Regions from separate parts of the Zea mays genome. Here region 2 is linked to region 1. Evidence: chromatin contacts called from public Hi-C data. All regions are on one chromosome and are shown on one strand. The core of a region is the stretch at or near the end of the contact, and the rest is flanking DNA. Distances in the headings are between cores, read along the strand shown. Region 1 holds the start of LOC103642116. Region 2 holds the start of LOC103642120 (protein TSS).

What was found. Hi-C and Micro-C count contacts between places; a contact is called where the count stands out from the background.
Region 2: a contact with region 1 is called in a Hi-C map of leaf, with 4 times the contacts expected there. The contact joins the promoter of LOC103642120 here to the promoter of LOC103642116 in region 1. A contact is called at or near these places in 2 of 25 Hi-C or Micro-C datasets (leaf and tassel).

The regions. Positions count from the first base shown.
Region 1 is chr10:147,186,620-147,194,432 of Zm-B73-REFERENCE-NAM-5.0, forward strand. LOC103642116 reads left to right here and starts at 4,556. Exons shown (of 2, transcript XM_008665430.3): 1 at 4,556-4,788; 2 at 4,938-5,535. The coding sequence starts at 4,711. The coding sequence ends at 5,165. It overlaps LOC103642115, which reads left to right and starts at 1,341. Exons shown (of 5, transcript XM_008665428.3): 1 at 1,341-1,623; 2 at 1,758-1,804; 3 at 1,957-2,056; 4 at 2,777-2,838; 5 at 3,362-3,970. The coding sequence starts at 1,551. The coding sequence ends at 3,595.
Region 2 is chr10:147,335,195-147,343,007 of Zm-B73-REFERENCE-NAM-5.0, forward strand. It overlaps LOC103642120 (protein TSS), which reads left to right and starts at 2,988. Exons shown (of 23, transcript XM_008665434.3): 1 at 2,988-3,404; 2 at 4,091-4,152; 3 at 4,306-4,398; 4 at 4,511-4,583; 5 at 7,623-7,813. The coding sequence starts at 3,326.

The sequences.
Region 1 (7,813 bases), core at 3,306-5,805:
CTTACAGCCTGCTGAGGTGTACTTATAATACTTGCTCTTAAGGTACGGTACGGTAGGGTGCTTAGCTTAGCTAGGAGTATTTGTTAATGGATTTATTAGGCCAGACAGTAATATACTATACAATTAATTTGACCATGCATGTCATCCGTGCCCAAGAGACGGGGCGCGATGTGTCGGCCGGTCCGAAGGAGAGCCGCGCGCGAGATATCAGGTGGTAGTGGTACATTGGCATGTTTGCTGTATGAGCGGCATTGACTCGGTTGGAACTCGGGAGCTCCCTCTCTGCCTTGGGAACGAAATTTAATTGTTCAAACTAACGTACACTTCCCTTGGCGTTCTTTTTCGTTGGGCACATGCGCATCGTGTCGTGCGCACACGTACGAGATACTACCACAACTACTAGCTAGTACTATGTCGTTATTTAAAATGTATTTTTCTTTCTTTTGTTCTTGCTAGCTAGTGCCTAGTATGGTCTTCTATATTGTATCAATGAAATATTTTACTGCAGGATAGGAACTTACGGTCAAAGATCAATTTTTTTGAACCCGTCAAAACTATTGTCTGCTAAAAACAAGAGTACAAGTACTGCTCCTAGTAGGAAGTAAACTAGGCGGATATGGTGTACGTAACGTAACTCGTCTGATTTAACAAACAAAAACAGTCGTGGTAACTAGTTTGCATAGTGGTTGTTCGAGCGTAAGTGCACGGTTTGCAAATGTCACCAGCAGCCAGCTGCAATCTCTATCAGAGTTAACTAAGAAACTGTTCAGTCTGAAACGAGCTTGCATCAGAGAGCGCAGGGCTGAAGTCAACCTTACCTTCCTCAAGACAGCTGCAATTTGTATTCGTAAATAGACAAGAAAGAAAAAAAAAGTTCCAGTCACCTGCTTCCGGATTACCTGTGCTAACACATCTGAATCCAACTGTACTTTCAAGCAGCAGGGACCATCATCTGACCTCGTCTTCTGCTAAAGAAAGATTCAGGAATCAGAAGCTAGACCAGGGGAGTTTGGGCTTCTGTGCAGTAGTCACAGGTACATCAAAGCTGCAAAGACTCAGCTCCTGCAGTTGAGTTTGTAGCTGCAATCAGTGGCAACCAACCTGGGCAGTGCTCCATGGTAGGAGTAGTTTTATACATGACATGCATCACGACAAGCAGAGTGAGTTGTATAAAAACTAACGAAACAAGCGCCGAGTTTTGGATCGGAGGGGACATATCCTTCTTTAAAAAGTGTGATAGGCGCCCAACCAAAACTCACAATATACCGCCACGCTACATCGCTGGATTTTAAGAGTTGTCCACGCTCCAGCCTTCCTACTTCCTAGATTGTTTTTTTAAGCTGCCCTTAATTAGGGAGAGTTTGACATGTCAGTGCTCCACCACTGCCAGTGTGTCAGTGCCTGTATATAAATACAGGCGACTGAGGTCACTTGGCCTCAGCCTGCTTGCCGCTTTGCTTCCTCCCATTCCATACTCCTGCTCGATCCAGCTACTTCACATTAGGCAGGAGGACAATACTTTAAAAAAAAACACATTCAGCAGGAGATCGATGAAGATGAGGGCTCCTGCCGTGGCCTTTGCTGCTCTTCTCATGCTGCTGGTGGTGGCTACAAGAGCACATGGTATGCTTGCTAAGGGCATAGCCATCTCCTCCACCACTACTAGTGCTCCTTGTTAGGTGTATCAGTATGTGTATCCGTCCTGGGACTGATCTGACCATGTATATTCCTCCCTGTTTCATTCTCCGATCGAGCAGGAATCAGGCTGGACAGGCAGTTACATGATGCAATCAACAGCAGCAAGGTCAGTACAGTATATATATAACGAGCTATACGACTGTGATCCAATCCAACAAGAAGCGCTTCTACGATCCCTACACAGCGTGGAATCAAACCAGATTTCAGTCTTGCTTATTATTCTAGTCTGCTGTCTTCTCTCCGCGTGCCAATGAGCAGGAGATGGCCGATCCCAGGAGGACCGGCGATGCCGAAGCGTCGTCCATTGCTGCTGGCGACTCGGTGAAGGAGCACTGCACTCGCGACGGGCGTTGCTCAGGTACGACGAAGCAGATGACGACCCCCGGCTTAGTCCTGTCGTTGTTACCAGTGATAGCGAGGTGATGGTCATTGGTCAGTGCGCACGCGGCGCCGAGGTTCCATGACCATGAGGATTACTATATATGGGCCGAGTGGACATGAGTGAGGCTAATCATGCACCACTGGATCATCGTCGAGCTGTCCGAGCAAACCATTTCTCGTCAGCCTCTACCCTTTTTCTTCATCCGATCAATTAGCTTTGGCTACCCGTAGCTGTTGTTCTCCGTGTCTCTCTCTGTCTTCATGCTTAGCATTGTTCTGTTCCGCACCGTGTCACAATATCTCTGTTATAGTTGTAGTCTAGTCGATTTAAGCACATTTTAGCTCTGCACACAGCTTCGGTCTTTCCTGCTCCAACTGCTTTTTCTCCATGTTCTCTATGTGGATGCATGCATTTGTTCGCGTGCGAGCGAGACTAGTATGTTTTATGTAACGGTACCACTGGCACTGTACCAGCATAGAGGTCGGCACTGCCAAGACGTAGAAGAAAAAAAAAATCAGCGTGTCAGTGGTCGGCAACGGTTTGGTGGTCCCGTGTGCATTAGTCAGTTGCATCAAGTTGGGATACGCTAGGGAAGCTTTTCTTTTTTTTTGTTTTACGTTAGCTTCGCATCAGTACAGTACAGGTACATCGACTTTTTAATCTAACAGGTGGTTTATTTGATGCCTTTTGATGCAGGAACGAAGGCGGAAAAGGCACTGGCGCACGCTGAAGCAGCAGCGGAAGCGAAGCAGCAGCAGGTCAGTGTGCGTTTTCGGGGTAGCTAGGTTTAGGGGGCGTTTGGTTGGAGGGACTAAAGATTAGTCTCTAATTTTTAGTCTCATTTAGTCCCTTTTTTACCAAACACTAAGACTAAAATATGGACTAAAATGATTTAGTTTTTAGTCCTTCACATAGGTGCTAAAAGAGACTAAAAACCCATAATTATCATGTTGCTCTTACCTTTTTTATAGATAACTAATATTATGAGTATATTCTAAGGGTATTTGAGTTTTTGACAATGTATTTAATGACTTTAGAATCTATTTAGTCTCTAGAACCAAATATGTAGGGACTAAAGTTTAACCCTAAGACTAAAGTTTAGTCCTAGGACTAATTGAAACCAAACATGGACTTAGTTTCAGCCGCCGCCGCCGCCGCCATCTGAACATTCTCAGAGTGTGTCACTCGTGCATGGCAACTTCCACGCGTGTTTATTACTCTACACTGGAGCTACCAACTTAATTACTTCTTGGGTATCAATGTACTTATATATATGCGCAGGGCGACTCGACGGGAAACGATCACCGCGGCACAACGGTGGGCGGCGAGGCCGCCACGCAGCAAGGGCGGCGTCACGAAGAGGAGGCGGCGGCGGCGCCCACGGATTCTTATTCGTCTTCTTCCCCGGAGGCGCCGGGCGTGGCGGCCCGGCAGCGGCAGACGTACCCGGACATCATGGACATCGCCGGCATGGACTACTCGCCCGCCGCGCGAAAGCCTCCCATCCACAACTGAAGGCCGGCCGGGCTTGGTGGTGGCGCACGTGAGTGGTGCACGCAGCACAAGTACTAGCTAGAGCTAGAGCTAGTAGCTAGCTCTATACAGGCCTATGAAGCTGGTGGTGCTTGCGATCGACTGGACTGGCCTATTAGCTTTCCTTGTTTGTTTGTTCATTAGGTTAGTTGCTATTAGCTAGCTGTCGTAGTAGCAGGTAGCTAGCGAGCGAGTGCTCGACCCGGTCAGTCCTGCTAGCTGATCCTGAATAGAATAGCGCGCGCGTACAGTCATCTATAGCTAGTGACCCATCGATACCGGACAGCATCGATCGCAGGATTTTGTGACGACTTCTATATACTGGTAGTACAAAAGCTTCCCTTGGCGTGTTTTCCATCTCCGTCCAGTGTCCCCCGCGCGCCCCGCGGACCGACGCAACTGCAGTAACATGCCGTCCTGCCTCTGATCACTGCTGCTTCCACTTTGGTTCTTTTATTTGTTTGCTAGCTTTTGTAGTGATCCGCTCCGCTCATTACTTCGTCGGAAGTAGCCAGAGCCTCAGATCAGACCAGGGGATGACCGGGTTGGTGAGGCTGCCGGCCGGCGATCGACAGGGAATGATCTGCCACATGCGGCTGTGTGTGCGCGCGCTCGGCTCGAGTAATTAGGCGGCCCCCGTACGTCCCCGGCCGTATAATACGAACTGGGATGGCACGTAGCTGTCGCGCGCCCGCCGAGCCGCGGCCCACTCCTGCGATGGCGACGCGGTCGGCGCGGGGGCCGGCAGCCCGGGCGGGACAGCGAGGCGGATAGTACTCCCTCCATTTCTTTTTATTTGTCGCTGGATAGTGTAATTTTGCACTATCCAGCGACAAATAAAAAGAAACGGAGGGAGTATGTTTTATGTAACGGTACCACTGGCACTATACCAGCATAGAGGTCGGCACTGCCAAGACGTAGAAGAAAAAAAAATCAGCGTGTCAGTGGTCGGCAACGGTTTGGTGGTCCCGTGTGCATTAGTCAGTTGCATCAAGTTGGGATACGCTAGGGAAGCTTTTCTTTTTTTGTTTTACCTTAGCTTCGCATCAGTACAGTACAGGTACATCGACTTTTTAATCTAACAGGTGGTTTATTTGATGCCTTTTGATGCAGGAACGAAGGCGGAAAAGGCACTGGCGCACGCTGAAGCAGCAGCGGAAGCGAAGCAGCAGCAGGTCAGTGTGCGTTTTCAGCCGCCGCCATCTGAACATTCTCAGAGTGTGTCACTCGTGCATGGCAACTTCCACGCGTGTTTATTACTCTACACTGGAGCTACCAACTTAGTAATTACTTCTTGGGTATCGATGTACTTATATATGCGCAGGGCGACTCGACGGGAAACGATCACCGCGGCACAACGGTGGGCGGCGAGGCCGCCACGCAGCAAGTGCGGCGTCACGAAGCGGAGGCGGCGCCCGCGGCTTCTTATTCTTCTTCTTCCCCGGCGGCGCCGGGCGTGGCGGCCCGGCAGCGGCAGACGTACCCGGACATCATGGACATCGCCGGCATGGACTACTCGCCCGCCGCGCGAAAGCCTCCCATCCACAACTGAAGGCCGGCCGGGCTTGGTGGTGGCGCACGTGAGTGGTGCACGCAGCACAAGTACGTACTAGCTGAGCTAGAGCTAGCTAGTAGCTAGGTCTACACAGGCCTATGAAGCTGGTGGTGCAGTGGTGCCTGCGATCGACTGGCCTATTAGCTTTCCTTGTTTGTTTGTTCATTAGGTTAGTTGCTATATATTAGCCGTCGTAGTAGCTAGCGAGCGAGTGCTCGACCCGGTCAGTCCTGCTCTAGCTGATCCTGAGTAGAATATCGCGCGCGTACAGTCATCTATAGCTAGTGACCCATCGATACCGGACAGCATCGATCGCAGGATTTTGTGACGACTTCTATATACTGGTACAAAAGCTTCGTTCCATCTCCGTCCAGTGTCCCCCGCGCGCCCCGCGGACCGACGCAATTGCAGTAACATGCCTGCCTCTCGCTACTGCTTCCAGTTTGCTTCTTTTATTTGTTTGCTAGCTTTTGTAGTGATCCGCTCCGCTCATTACTTTGTCATTAGTAGCCAACAAAGCTTCCGATCAGACCAGGGGATGACGGGTTGGTGAGGCTGCCGGCCGGCGATCGACAGGGGATGATCTGCCACATGCGGCTGTGTGTGCGCGCGCTCGAGTAATTAGGCGGCCCCCGTACGTCCCCGGCCGTATAATACGTGCGTTGCGTTTGCTAGGTTATTAGTTGTGGGACACCACCGTGCGGGCGGACGAACTGGGATGGCACGTTGCTGTCGCGCGCCCGCCGAGCCGCGGCCCACTCCTGCGATGGCGACGCGGTCGGCGCGGGGGCCGGCAGCCCGGGCGGGACAGCGAGGCGGACCGTCCGGAGGCGCCGCGTGCCGTGCGGTGCGGTGCCCACACAGGGAACTCGTTGCTCGCGCGCGCCACCATTACGTTACCTGACGGCACGGCGTTGCTAACCTACCTGCCTGTCGACCGTCATCCTCGCGTACGCTACACCACCGGCCACCGCGCAAGGCCGGTCCCGTAGGGGTTAAAAATACTGGTATAGTGTACGGGCCACGGCTCGCACGCTGACTTGCACAGAGCGTGATGATGATGCTGGCCGACGCCTGTACTGTACTGTACGTACGAGAGTTGGGATGCTGCGTCACCGCTGTTAAACGGTCAGAGGTTATTACTGGCCGATACAGCTTGTCGATCGGGTCTTCAGTCCATCTTGACTCCCCTCTGGGGGCACATGTATGAATGCATTTATGCCTTGGGACGTGTATCTACAGTAGTCACCAGACCAGGTGCAGTCAATGCATGCATGCATGGCAGGGTGGTGGAAGCACCGGCCGGACGGAGCGCGCGCGTATAAATTGCCTTCGATTCAGCTCTGACCGGGGAGGGGGCGGACCGGCGGAGGCCTTTGTTTATAGGCTCCACGCTGGCAACCACCTGAAGATGTTGATGATTGCCCTGCCCTGCCCTGCCCCGACTGCGCCTTTCTGATGGATCGCAGGCGAAGCGCGCGCTCGCTCGCGACTCGCGAGCAAGGGACAAGTCGCAGCGCCGGGCATACGCGGAACAATAAGGATGGATAGGTTTTCTTCCGTGCGCGCCCATCCATCAGAGAACCTCATGTTGTCTTTTTAACGTACTCCGTATAAAATACTCCGGGAAACAAAACTGCCCCCGTGAATATAGTAGAGTATTATATTATGCTGGATTGCTGCGGGGCCGGGGGAGCACAGAACCTCGGAGTTGGTGAGTATGTTATATTTTCCATTTTTCCAGTACCACAAATATTCCATCGTCTCAAACAGAGTGGAATTTATACTTGAACCAAGGCAAGTTCTCACAAGATTTATACAAGCTTACGTCTTTAAATAGGTTTCCTGTGGCTATATGATTAATCTAACAATGTTTATACGTGAAGTGTAAGGCTTACCAAAGAGGATGGTTAGAGCTGAGCATTGCTTTTAAAGTTGGTCAAAATTTTATTAGCAGTTACTAAGTATAAGTAAATACCAACCCAATTAAGTAGTAGAACAAAGTAACAACATCACCTGCAATGCAATGCATATGACAAATTGAATTTAAGTTCCATAATTTAATCATCAGAGAGTCCTGAGCTGCTCATGACCGTGAGCTCGGCTAGTATACCAGTTTTACACTCTGCAGAGGTGGTACCCTTTACCCACAAGTCATGTTACCCATCTGCCAAGGGATCGCGACTTCCCATACACCTCTACCGAGGAGGCGAGGCAGGGTAACACTACGAGGCCTTTACAAAGTTCCACTAGCTTCAGAAAACCCGCTACAGTTTATGGGAAGCTCCAATGCAGGAATCCCTTGCAGGACCGCCATCGCAGCAAAATCCTCCCGAGGGCCTCCCTACACTGACCACTCCCCTACTGCCCTTGCCCCTTTCGGGTAAGGTAGTCCTCCACTAGCTTTCCTAATTAATCAGCCAAGGGCGTCCATAAACCCTTGTGGTGGCACGTGTTTCTCAAGTTAAGCTCTATGTTCCAATTAACATTTAATGATCTTGTCATGAACATAAATAAAATAACAACATAATTGGAACATAGATATAATGAAATATTAACCCAAAACCATATAAAGCAGTAGCAGAACTACCCAAGTGATTCAGGGGTAAACAAGGTATTCAGGATAAACAAACTAGGGTGACCTA
Region 2 (7,813 bases), core at 1,738-4,237, 150 kb after region 1:
CTGGAAGATTTGGGCATATAGTTGATCTTATCATAGTTTAGAATTATAGATCTCTTTGTGTATACTTGTATCTGGCCCCCCGAGGCTTGATTTTCTGTAATGACCGTTTCGGTCTTGACTATTTTTTTTAATATAATGATACGTAGCTCTCATGCGTATTCGAGTGGGCCCCAATAATAAAGTTCATTTTAGTTTTTTAAAGGAGTCATTGCAGTATTGATAATTTTTCCATGAATTTAAGTTTTAGGGTGCTGGGGGGCTTCTAATTCTTATACATTGATACAGATATTTTTAGAAGGTGTTGGAGATGCTTTGAAAATATATATAACGGACTGGAAGTAACATGGCCTGCTTCCGCGGATAAATAAAGAGCCGTGCAAATTGCTGACGACGCAAATGCCACAGACACATATTATTCCCGACATTAGCTCACGCCATGCGTCGTCCATGCATGTCTGTGAGAGAGACTGTGACCCATCACTGTGGTACTACTGCCGCATGAACAGACCGTGCAGGGCATCGGCTGGACGCTTCCTTCCTCGTTGCCGTCTAAAAATAACCCAATCTCTTGGTCATTTGCTGGCTGGCGACAAAATTACGGTCCACAATCATACAGTAACGCGCTACATCGACACTGCACAATCATACAGTAACCGTCTCTTGGTCATTTGTTTTTAATTACTATATACAATAAAAAAACAAGACAATATTAAAAATTAATATTCTTCGTTCTTGAAGTGTTCTTTCTTTAGGACAACCTCTGAAGGACTAAGAGTATAATATAATTGACTGGATTACACAAGAATATGACGATGGGTACAAAAAATGTACTGAAGTTAAATATGATAAATATCTCAAGTGCCTTAGCATTCCATTTTTATCTTAGCATTCCACGACGATTTCAACGAACAAAAAAACAAATGGCGCTCTTTGTACAGTGGCCGGACGCAGAACAAAATTCTAGGTGGGGCCGACAGTACATGAGACAAATTATCAGACTAGACCATAAATGTAGATTAATAATAATAACATGAATGCTAAATAATAATATCTGGTATTTCCAAAAATGATATGAATACAAAAAAACTTGTTGGCTACCTAAAGTAGAGCTAGAGAGAGAAAATAGGTGGACTGACTAAGGACGAGGCACTAGGGCGAAGCAGCCGCATCGACGCGTCATTCTGGAGAGTCATCAAATTTGTCGTGAGATGACATTGGTGAGACAACGATAGGTGGGAGGAGCGAGTGCAGTAGGCGAGGCAGCGATAGATGACGGTGACACCAAGCGACAGCCATTGTCGTGTTGCGACGGCGCGGAGAGATCCTAATGAGTTAGCGAGAGACAGGTGACACCACGATCCCACCAACAGCTTGCTCATCTGCTGATGCGGACTATAGGAGGCAAAACTTAATGGTCAGTCGATGACCGAAGAATCGAGTGAGCTTGCGTTAGGGAAGAGAATCAAATGGCTCAGGTGAAGAGTGGACTGAGCAGTGAAATGTCGAAAGAAAAATAGATCAAAATATAGTTTTTATTAGATTTGTCCAAGTTAAATATACAAAAGTTTCTTTATTTTGTTGTGTACCTAGACCTAGGTATAAGGGGTTAAAAAATTTGAGGTGGAGCCATGGCCCACCTTGCCCACCCCTTGCATCCGCCCTTGCTCTTGTATATATGACGACGGGTAAAAAAAGGATATACAATTATATCTCCGGCTTCTTGATGTAAGATAGCATGAAGATGTTTCGAAGATTGAACCTATGTGAAGTTGTTGCACCCAGCTAAAGGTGTTTTTATATATGGTATTGTTCATCTATTTATATGGCAAAAGTACAACTTCACATGAAATTAAAAATATGTCCACAAAACTTGTACATATGGTTTACAAAAATAACACAATGGTGGTATTGTCTCCTATCTTTATCGTCTTGGCTAAAGAATCTTGTGAATACATTCTTCCGGCCTTATTTGTCTTCTGCCTTCGTCCGCCGTATAGTTATGACGAAGCCAATGCCTTCGTTTTTTTCTTGGCTTATTTCGAAGGTGACTGATAACGAAGCACATGCACATGTGCGATGCATAGAGAAACAATGATTATTAGCGTTTTTTAGGATCTTCGAAATACGAAGGCTCTCAACAGTAGCGCCTTACAGTATTAGTTTGTTTCCTTGTAACAGACTCAGACTGATGTGGCCCAGGCCCCACTTGTAAGCCCTTTGAGGGGTAGTCTTTGAGGGTATGTTTAGATCATTGTACCTTGCCGCGCTGTAATGATCCGGTTTTGGCGAATATTTTTGTAATGTAGCAGATAACCGGGTTATAATGGTACTTGGAACCACATATCCCATCCAGTTAACTATAAGTAGCCTCGTTCTGTATATCAATGAGACATGCATAACAAGACGATAATTTTTACTAGAGTTTACTGCCACGGAAGAAAAACTAAAATCCAATCTAGGGTATAAAGTGCCAAAGTAGCCTTAAAACGGCCCCAGCGGCCTGGCCTGGCCCGCTGGCCGTGCGTGCACGCACCAGGCTCGCGACAGCCACCGGCCCCTCGAGGCCGTGTCGCGTACCGTACCGTCTCCTCCTCGCCGCCACACAAACACACAGGACACAGCTGTGGCGCTGTGCCTGTGCCTGTGCCTGGCTCCCTGCCCGGCGTGCCCGCCCCGCTTGAATTTGTCCTGGCCGTCCGTCGAGTTGCACGGCCCCCCGGCCACGTTTACGTGCACGAGTCGGCCGCGGAGCGAGAGCTGTCGTCAAGTACAGGACAACTGGTACGTGTTCGTCGCGAGCGGAGCAACCCCCAGGCCCGGTGCTCGCACGCCTGGACGCGGACGTGACATTGTCGCGCTCACGTCTCCTGCCTCTTTCCTTTCCGTCTCCGTTTCCGCTGCTGCTACCCAGCGTTTTGTAATTGTACGCACACGCTGGTTGCGATGCGATGCGAGCACCCCTCCCCCGTCGCGGTGGCTGGCAACGTGGGGCCTCGCATCGGACGCTACCGGCGCGGCGGAACGAGAGGCCAGGATGGCGCTGGAATCCGTGGGTCTGATGAGATGAGATCCCACGCAGGCCAGCCTCACATCCTATATCCTCTCCAGTCTCCACCCTCGCGGCGCGCCCCCTCAAGTTCTCATTCCTTCTCCTCGCTCGCTCGCCTCCTCCTCTCCTCTCCTCTCCTCTGCGGTGGGAACTGCGGCGGCGGCTTAAACCCTCGCGCCGGCGGCTTCCGGCGCTCCATCAGCGCCGCGCTCGAAGGCCGCCCGTCGCTGGTCGAGCGCGCGAGGCAGCAGGCACCGGCTAGGCAGGCAGCCAATAATGGCCCCCAAGGCCGGGCGTGGCAAGGGCAGGGGCGGCGGCGGCAGAGGCGGCGACAGGAGGAAGAAGGAAGAGAAAGGTACGGGCGTTGTTCTGCGCACCACCTACGCAACCTACTACCTCCTCAGTCTCCACCTCCTTTCTCGTTGTATGCACGCACGTACGTACGTGCATGGTGAAGACTGAAGAACCCTTGTTGTTCTGCTTGACACCATGGATGGATGGACGGACACGACAGACACTGTGTTGCCGATCGCAGTAGCACTTGCATGATTGTAGTTTTGGCTGCTTTTAATTAGCATGTGAATGGAAAGGGGAAAAAAGAAAAGAAGAAGGTTCTTCGTTTCTTTATACACGCTGCCTTCCTCCCTAGCTACTACCGATCACTGCAAGCAGCGGATTTCGTCCGTCTCTGATGAAGGATCCTGTCTCTTTCCCCTTGGAGCGAGCCTGGCTGGCGTTGTTGCCACCCAATCCATGGTTATTACTACTCCTTGTCCTTGGCCGCTCCTTCACGAGCGCCCCCCGTTCATTCCCGTGTTCAGAATTCAGTTAGGAGGTAGATGCAGAAGGGTAGCAGTATTAAGCAGCTAGTACTACTACCGGCAGTCTGGTTGGGTCATGCGGTTTGCAAGGGCGGAGTGAATTGCGCTGCCGTACCTGGTTTCAGGGACTGGGAGAAGCTGTACGTTTCGCTCACCTATAGAACACTGGTTGATAGTTGATACTGAGAACTTTGGTTTGCTTCTTGTCCTTTGCATGCAGTGGTGCCCAGCGTGGTGGACGTCACGGTCGTCACCCCCTACGAATCCCAGGTGACACTCAAGGTATGTGTTGTGTTGTGCGCCATCACCGTATCATCAGTTGCATTCCTTCCTAATCCTTCTTCTCCCACACTTGATTGAGCGCGTTAACGCTAGCTGATTGATCAGAGAGACGAGTGACTGTGCTGTGCTGCTGCGCACTGATTGATTGTGCAGGGGATATCGACGGACCGTGTGCTGGACGTGCGGAGGCTGCTGGGGTCGAACGTGGAAACGTGCCACCTGACAAACTATTCACTCTCCCATGTGGTAATAATGCTCGCCTCTCGCACTCTCGTTCCCTCAACTGCCTACAGTACTAGCAGCAGGCACGGCTAATTCTCTGGCTGCGCGGTATGGTCGTGTTGCAATTGCATTGCAGGCGCGCGGGCACCGGCTGGAGGACGGCGTGGAGGTCGTGGCGCTCAAGCCCTGCGCTCTCCGGATCGTCGAAGGTGAGTGGGTGTGGGTGGGTGGTGGTGAATTGGTAGCACAATCGAGTTGGGTATCGTAGAGCCAGGTCCCTCCCACCCAGTACACGAGAGGACGTACGTACCTGGCTGCCGTCGTCCAGGCAAGTACACGTACAGCGCGCCCTCTGTTGGTCTGTTACTCTGTTATGCTGCGTTCGTAGTACAGTACAGTACAGGCCACGCAAGGCAGTTGGCCCCAGTAGTGGTACAGCGGTAGCACGTTCGACCGCGTAATGGTAGAACATGGTTTGCTACCGGCCGATCAGAGCAGATGGCCCACCACCACCGTACGTACCCTATGCACGGCGCCATTGATCGCCCGGAGGCCGGAGGGAGGGACTAGGGAGGGTGGGAGGCGGATGCGACGCGCATGGCGTTCCAAACCCAGCGCCAGCGGTCCACGGCTCCATCGCGGCGTTGGGTGCGTCGTGTGCGTGTGCGAGGCTGCGAGCGGTCGCTCTCAGTGGTCACTTGGACGGACGGCTCTCGCGCGCGCGATCACCCCCATCTCTTCCCGTCAGTCAGTCAAAGGTGCGCAGCGACACAGCTCGCTGCTCGGTGCGGCCGGTCGGCGGTTCCGTTCCGGGCTCTCTATCCAGGCAGCAGCTCCAGTACGTGCCCCTGACGTCTGCCTGCCTGCCTCTCTCGTGCACTGGGCTGGCGGCTCCGAACAGGAGAACAAGTTCTCCGCCGCCGCCCTGTATGTACTGCTGTTGTCGCGGCTGTGGCTCCCGGGGGGCCGAATGGCAGTGCGGTCCGCGGATGGTGAGAACTGACAACAGGACGTACGGCGGCGCGCGAGAATTTCCACGCAACGTGTCGCTCCATGTGTCTGGGAAAAAAAAAATCCGAGCTGGGACGTGGCAGGCAAGACTCGCAGGCCTGAGGCTCCTCCTGGCCCTAGTCGTCGTCGCCATATGCTTCTGACGGGGTTTTTCTTTACTCGTAGTCGTTGCACCATTTCTTGTGTGAGGGGAGAATTAGGAACAGGGTTTTCACAGATCCGCATTGTTATCAACGTTTTGGTGTTGAAAACGCCGCAGCCACAACCAGGCCCGTAGGTAAAGCTGGTTGCTGACTTGTTGTGTGTCTGTGTCTTGAGTCTGACCGAGACGTCGTCGTCACGCACTCACCAACAGATAGATACTACTGCTACTTCTGTTTTTATAATCCAAGCAGCGCACCGGCGTGCGGCCGGTGTCGCGCCAATTGCCAAGTAGCAACATTTTGGACGCGCTGTACCTGGCCTGTACGACTGTACGTAAGGGCGTTCCACTGGCCTCAGTTCCCTCACTGACACCAAGCGAAATCCACCTTTGGAAGCTCCTCCACTTAACCGGTGTTGTCTTTTTTGACTGACAAGGCTTTACATAGTACGCTCACCGATGTGTCCCGTCCAAAGAATTCCTTGCATGGGCTGGGCAAGATAGATAGCAGTGGGCGCGAGGTCTGTACATGGAATATGGAAACGGGACCCCTGTCCCTGTCCCTGTCCCTGTCCGGCCACGACGATTTCAACGAACAAAAAACAAACGGCGCTCTTGTATATATGGTACGCTGAGTGCAAGTAGCAGTTGTTTTTGCTCAACCGGGAAGTACTACGGGACAAAGCGACGCTCTCTTGGAATCTGCGGTGGGAGCTTCGGTTAGCTCTACGGGTATTTTTAGATGATCGTCACACAGGCTGCAGTGACGTTACTATATACGTATATTACTACACCTGCTGATGATGCACACCACCTGTCCATGTCACGCTAATGATGCCTGCCATTCCTAACTTAGGCCATATTTGGTTTCAATTAGTCCTAGGACTAAACTTTAGTCCTAGGACTAAACTTTAGTCCCTACATGTTTGGTTCTAGGGACTAAACATATTCTAAAGTTATTAAATACAATGTCCAAAGACTCAAATGCCCTTAGAATATACTCATAATATTAGTTATCCATACAAAAAGGTAAGGGCAATATGATAATTATGGGCTTTTAGTCTCTTTTAGCACCTATGTGAAAGACTAAGGCCATGTTTGGTTTGTTTAGTCTAGGGACTAAAGTTTAGTTAGGGGACTAAAGTTTAGTCCCTAACATGTTTGGTTTTAGGGACTAGAATTAGTAAGAATATACTAAATGACTCATAATAAGGCCATGTTTGGTTTCAATTAGTCCTAGGACTAAACTTTAGTCCTAGGACTAAACTTTAGTCCCTACATGTTTGGTTCTAGGGACTAAACATATTCTAAAATCATTAAATACATTGTACAAAGACTCAAATGTCCTTAGAATATACTCATAATTAGTTATCCATACAAAAAGGTAAGAGCAACATGATAATTATGGGCTTTTAGTCTCTTTTAGCACCTATGTGAAGGACTAAAGACTAAATCATTTTAGTCCTAGTGTTTGGCAAAAAAGGGACTAAAAACTAGAGACTAATCTTTAGTCCCTCTAACCAAACACCCCCTAAGACTAAAATGGCCTTTAACATTCTCCTGCTATTAGTACAATTGAATTAAACGAGGGACAAATATGGAATTAATATGGTTTAGTCCCTTTTAGCCACATCTTAAGGACTAGGGACTAAACCAGTTTAGTCCCTATTTTAGTCCTACCGTTTGGCAATTTATGAACTTAATGAGACTAAACTTTAGTCCCTCAAACCAAACATGGCCTTATATATTTGAATCTGACTCGACCGGGGACGCCGTTAATTTTGGACACCTAAATTTCTCGACACAACATTGGCATCCTTCAAATTTGATTATCAAACGTAGTTTACCCATTATTATAAAACCATGATTTATGCACAGTTTTTTTCTTTCTGATTTAAGTTGTCTGAAATAACTTGTACCGTTCTACGGAGTATAGATGTGCTAACGAAACGATCATCCTTTCCCGACAAGAAGAAAAATGAAAATTTTTAAACCGAGGTTTGGGTCCCGAGTAAGGGCCCAAACAACCACAGCATTTGCACAGCCATCCAACTGGGCCTGTCGGTTCTAACTGAGCCCAACGGCTTGTCTGCAGAGGAGTACGCGACGGCGGAGCAGGCGGAGGCGCACGTGCGCCGCCTGCTGGACATCCTCGCCTGCACCACCGCGTTCGCCAAGCCCCGGGACGGCGCCGCCAAGCACAGGCCGTCCAAGCACGGCCGTCCCGCGTCGCCCGGGGCCCATGGCGCCGTCAGCGGCGAGGCCGCCGCGCCGCCGCCGATATCG